2 separate regions of the Sus scrofa genome follow, and region 2 is linked to region 1. Evidence: chromatin contacts called from public Hi-C data. All regions are on one chromosome and are shown on one strand. Each heading gives the region's core, a stretch centred on a gene start, on an enhancer-like site or on the middle of the called end of the contact. The rest is flanking DNA. Distances are from core to core; before and after follow the strand shown. Region 1 holds the start of MPHOSPH8 (M-phase phosphoprotein 8). Region 2 holds the start of PSPC1 (paraspeckle component 1).

What was found. A called contact is a pair of places that touch in the nucleus more often than the background predicts.
Region 2: a Hi-C map of skeletal muscle shows a contact between it and region 1, with 4 times the contacts expected there. The contact joins the promoter of PSPC1 here to the promoter of MPHOSPH8 in region 1. A contact is called at or near these places in 2 of 5 promoter capture datasets (fetal liver and liver), 6 of 47 Hi-C or Micro-C datasets (heart right ventricle, liver, retroperitoneal adipose tissue and 1 more) and 2 of 2 datasets of contacts at active chromatin or transcription factors (alveolar macrophages and skeletal muscle).

What each region holds. Positions count from the first base shown.
Region 1 is chr11:445,751-448,286 of Sscrofa11.1, forward strand. It overlaps MPHOSPH8 (M-phase phosphoprotein 8), which reads left to right and starts at 1,269. Exons shown (of 14, transcript XM_013980701.2): 1 at 1,269-1,677. The coding sequence starts at 1,459.
Region 2 is chr11:570,823-573,358 of Sscrofa11.1, forward strand. PSPC1 (paraspeckle component 1) reads right to left here and starts at 1,268. Exons shown (of 9, transcript XR_002336589.1): 1 at 772-1,268.

The DNA of each region.
Region 1 (2,536 bases), core at 19-2,518:
AATTGTGTTCCTGAACCCTATGTACCCTCCACCAAAATCACGTGGAACAACCTCCTCCCCGTCTTTGGAGCCGAGAAGCTTTTTCTTCCTATAGTCCTCACTTTGTCCCAAATAAACTTAACTCTCACATTGTGCATTCATTTTCTGTGGACAGATTAAATAAAAAGCTTGCTGCTATAAAGACTTTATTTGCTTATCTGTAATTAAAAGGGAGAAAAATGGGAGTTCCCGTTGTGGTGGAGCAGAAACGAATCCAACTAGGAACCATGAGGTTGCGGGTTGGATCCCTGGCCTCCCTCAGCGGGTTAGGGATCCTGCGTTGCCATGAGCTGTGGTGTAGGTTGGATCCTGTGTTGCTGTGGCTCTGGCGTCCGCCAGCAGCTGTAGCTCCAGTTGGACCCCTCGCCTGGGAACCTCCATAGGCCGCAGGTGCAGCCATAAAAAGCAAAAAAGAAAAATATTTGACCTAGCAACTTTGGGTGACGATTCTTTTTGAGGGAGGACTATTTTTTTTTTTGTCTTTTTGTTGTTGTTGTTGTTGTTGCTATTTCTTGGGCCGCTCCCGCGGCATATGGAGGTTCCCAGCGAATCGGCGCTGTAGCCACCGGCCTACGCCAGAGCCACAGCAACGCAGGATCCGAGCCGCATCTGCAACCTACACCACAGCTCACGGCAACGCCGGATCGTTAACCCACTGAGCAAGGCCAGGGACCGAACCCGCAACCTCATGGTTCCTAGTCGGATTCGTTAACCACTGCGCCACGACGGGAACTCCAGGGAGGACTATTTTTGTCAGTCATTACTAACCTGGACAAATTTCTTTCATCATATCCTCTTATTTTTTTCCAGTGGATAAAAGAAAACCCAACTAAAATATTTTTAATATTTATTTAAACAGTACTCCCTAAACTGAAACGGCACTAGGAGCTGTGTTTGCATCATTCACTCGCTAATCTATTCGCACAGATGACGATCCAGATAAGAGCCTAGCGTTGTCTGCCGCAGGCGGTGCTCGCCCTGAAAGCCTGGCTGTGGGGCGCGCCCGCCGGAAACCCGCCCCCAGGAGGCCTCCCTGCGCTCTGCCGCCCCCGCCCCCGCCCCCGCCCCCAGCGGCCCTGCAAGCCCCGCCCCCCAGCGCCGCTCCGCAGCCTCCCCTCCGGGAGCGGCTTCCCACAGCGCACGCCCTCCGCTGTCCCAGCCCACTCTCCCGACAAGCCCCGCCCCCACACCCGGCCCTTCCTTCCGCCCGGCGGCCCCTTGGCCCGCCCACCCGCTTCCTGTGGGCCGCGCGGGGCGCCGGCGCGCCCGTCCTGACGTGGTTGGTGTGCGCGCGCGTCGTTCCGGGGCCAGGAACCCGCCATTGGCGCGGTCGGGCCCTTCGCGTCCGCCTGGCAGAGGGACTGACTGCGGGCGGGCGCGTGTCACAGTCCCTCTCCCCGCCGCTAGCAGAGCTCCGTTATGGCGGAGGCGGACGCGGACGGGGCGAGCGCGGCTGCGGTTGCCGGTTCGGGAGCCGACGGCAGTGGAGAGTCGCCTGCAGTCGAAGGAGGGGGAGCCGGAGCGTTGAGCGAAGAAAAGGAAGCGGCCGCGAAAGGAGCGGAGGCCGCGGGGGACAGTGAGGAGGACGGCGAGGATGTGTTCGAGGTGGAGAAGATCCTGGACATGAAGACGGAGGGGGTACGTGCGGGGCGGCCCACGCGCGGCGGTCGGCGCGGCGGAGGCGCTGGAGGCGGTGCGGGGGCGTTTCTCGCCGCAGGGGACGTTTCTCGCCGCAGGGGACGTGGGGACTGTGCTCCGCTTTTGGGCCTTCGTCCTCGCCTTCTCCCCACAGGGCACATCTCAGGTCCAGAGGCCCTGAGCATCCTCGTTCCTCTCCCGGGGAACTCCTGTTCTCTTCCCCCGTGAAAGCCTCGTTTGACCCTGATCCCAACAGAGTGAGGTGCCCCACTGACGCTGGGTGTAGACTTTTGTTTTAGGATTTATTTATCGTTCTTATATGTTTGTCTTGTAGACTGTAGGCCTCTTCTAGTACATGACTATGCGTTTTAAGTTTTGTTATTGAAGTGATAACAAAATGATGTTTTATCACTTTAATGCTTAGCCTGCAGTAGTTGCTTAGTGTACATCAGATTGTTAAGTGGGCGAATGAATTGTGGGCTGGAGGCTGAGGGAAAGTAAGAGGGTGCAAGGACGGACAATAATAAGGATGGCAAATAATCTCTTTTAGTAAATAGGAGTAAGATAACCAAAGGTCCTATACGGTGGTCGTTATATATGTTGTGTTCTTTTTATTGTCTTTTATTTCCCATTTGCGTACACTACTTTGTGTGTGTGTGTTTTGTTTTTTTTTTTTTTTTTTTTTTTTTTTGTCCATTCACGGACTTTTTTGGTCTCAGCTACTGCATGCTGGGTGCTGTGTTAGGTCCTGAGGATACAGAGATTAGTTGTATCATACTCAGTTGCTGACGTTAAAAATTCCCCTGTCCATGCTGTAAAATTAGGTTGTGGTGATTGTTGTACACCTGTAAGTGTGATG
Region 2 (2,536 bases), core at 18-2,517, 130 kb after region 1:
CTACCTAAAAACGGTCTCATTTGATTATGTTTCTCTACGTATTAGAATTTTGCCTTGTCCACTCATCGAAAGAAGAGTTTAAGTTCTACAAAGAAAAGCTTCCACAATCGGAAATGAACATTTGAGGATCAAACCACAACACCGGCGGAACTCAAGCCTATCCCGGTAAAAACAAAAACCATGCAAAGGTACAAAACTCTAGAACAGGACCATGCTAAACAATAAATAACTCTATACCCGGTGATTAAAAAAACAAAAAACGGAAAGCCATTTATTTACCTAAAACTGTCCCCCTTTTATAAAGATAATTTGTTGGGGGGGGGAATCCAGCATGTAAATACCAATTACGATGACGCCGTATAAACGACATCGAGGAAATTCTCAAAGCGCAGAGGAAAACGTAATAAAACAGGTACTCTGTCCTGGAAGTATAAAACGGCACTTTTGTTTTTTTAACATTAGGGAGGCACGATGTGTGCACGGTACTAGCGAACTTGCCGCTTTATTTGACAAGGGGTGAAGCGTGCTCCTCCAGCGCACAATGCGCGAGCGACACAGAAAGTAGCAGCCCGCGCCGCGCGAGGACAGGCGGCCGGGCCCGGCGGAGTGGGGTGACGGAGGGGAGGCAGACCAGGCGGGGGCACGAGGGCCGGGAGAGGGAAGACGAGGGGCGGCCGGGCGGGGCGGGGGGGCGAGGAGGAGGGAGCCGAGAGGCCGAGGGAGGGAGACGCGGAGGGGAGGCGCGGCCCGCCGCCCGCCCGCGGCCCTCACCAGGCGGATGAAGCCGAAGCCGCGGTCGCGGTTGATGAAGACCTCGCTGGGCTCGCCGTAGCGCTCGAACAGCCGCTTGAAGTCGTCCTCGGTGATGTCCGTCGGCAGGTTCCCCACGAAGAGGCGGCAGCGCTGCGTGTACGTCTTCTCGCCCGGCTTGAGGAAGCTCTTGATGTCGATGGTGAAGCCGCCCTCCTCGGCCGGCCGGTCCTCGGCGGGCGCGGCGGGCGCGGGCGCGGGCGGCTCCCCGGGCAGCGCGAGCGCCATGGCCGCCGGCTCGCCCTCGCCGGCCGCCGACTCTAGGGCACGGAGGCGCGCCGGGTTCTTCTCGATGCGCACTTGCTTCAGGTTTCCTCTCAGCATCATCTCAGCGCGCGCCCTCCGGACCCAGCCCTACAGCTCGTTCCGCAGTGAGCGTCCGCCCACGGAGTCGGGGTCGGGAAGGACACGGTCGCGGACGCCAACCGCCAGCCGCACACCCGGCCGCACGCCCAAGATGGCGCCGCCGCCGCCGAGCCGGAGGCAGAGACGCCAAGTCAGCCCCGCCCCTCGGCCGAGGCCGCGCTGGAGCCGGGAGTCGGCGCGCCCGCGCACTGCAGAGCCAATGGCGCCCTGGGGCGCGCGCATGCGCACTGCTTAACGCGGTCCCCGGTTCCAGCCTACCCCTCCCCCTCCCCAGATAAGCGTGATGTTCCTTGTAACTACGGGGAAGTTTGTTCGGCATTGCAGCAATGTGTGAAAGTGCAAAGGTGTTGGGGACATCCATAGTTGCCCAAATGTCCACCCCAGTTTTCAGCAATGGCATGAAAGTGAAAACTTGCGGATTTAATACATAGCATTAAATAATGAGCTATCTCCCAATAATAGTTGAAACAAAACAGCATTTCTACCTTTTTCAAGAGCAAGGTTTTTATTGTATTTCCCGATGAAAAATCCAATTCCATAAAATAATCACGGTGTGGTTTTTTGGTTTTTTGTTTTAGGGCGGCACCGACAGCATATGGAAGTTCCCAGGTTAGGTGCTAAATTGGAGCTGTAGCCACTGGCCTACAGCACAGCCACAGCAACACCAGATCTGAGCTGCATCTGCGATCTACACCACAGATCCCGGCAACACTGGATCCTTAACCCACTGAGCGAGGCCAGGGATCAAACCCGCATCCTCATGGATACTAGTCAGGTTCATAACCCACAAATGTTTTACTTTAAAACAGCAATCCTGCAGTTCCCCTCCTGGTGCAATGGAAACGAATCTGACTAGGAACCATGAGGTTACGGTTCGATCCCCGGCCTTGCTCAGTGGGTTAAGAATTGGTGTTACAGTGAGCTGTGGTGTAGGTTGCAGACGCGGCTCAGATCTGGCATGTTGCTGTGGCTGGGGCGTAGTCCAGCAGCTGTAGCACCTAGTGTGAGAACTTCCAAATGCCAGAGGTGTGGCCCTAAAAAAAGAAAAGAAAAAAAAAAAAAAAAGTAAAACGGCAATCCTAATGCTGCTTATATCCAAGTGAAATGAAAACTTGTGTTCACACAAAAACCTATATGCAAATTTTATAGGGGCTTTATAAATTATACTGTAATCAACAAAAACTGAATCAACCCTAATATCCAACTGGTGAAGAGATTAACAGTAGTACATTCATAAAGCAGAATATACTCAGCAATAAAGAGGAATAAATGACTGGTAGAAACATCAATGTGACTCAAAGGCTACATTCTGAATAGATGACATTCTATGGCTAAGGAATACAGTTCAGTGCTTGCTAGG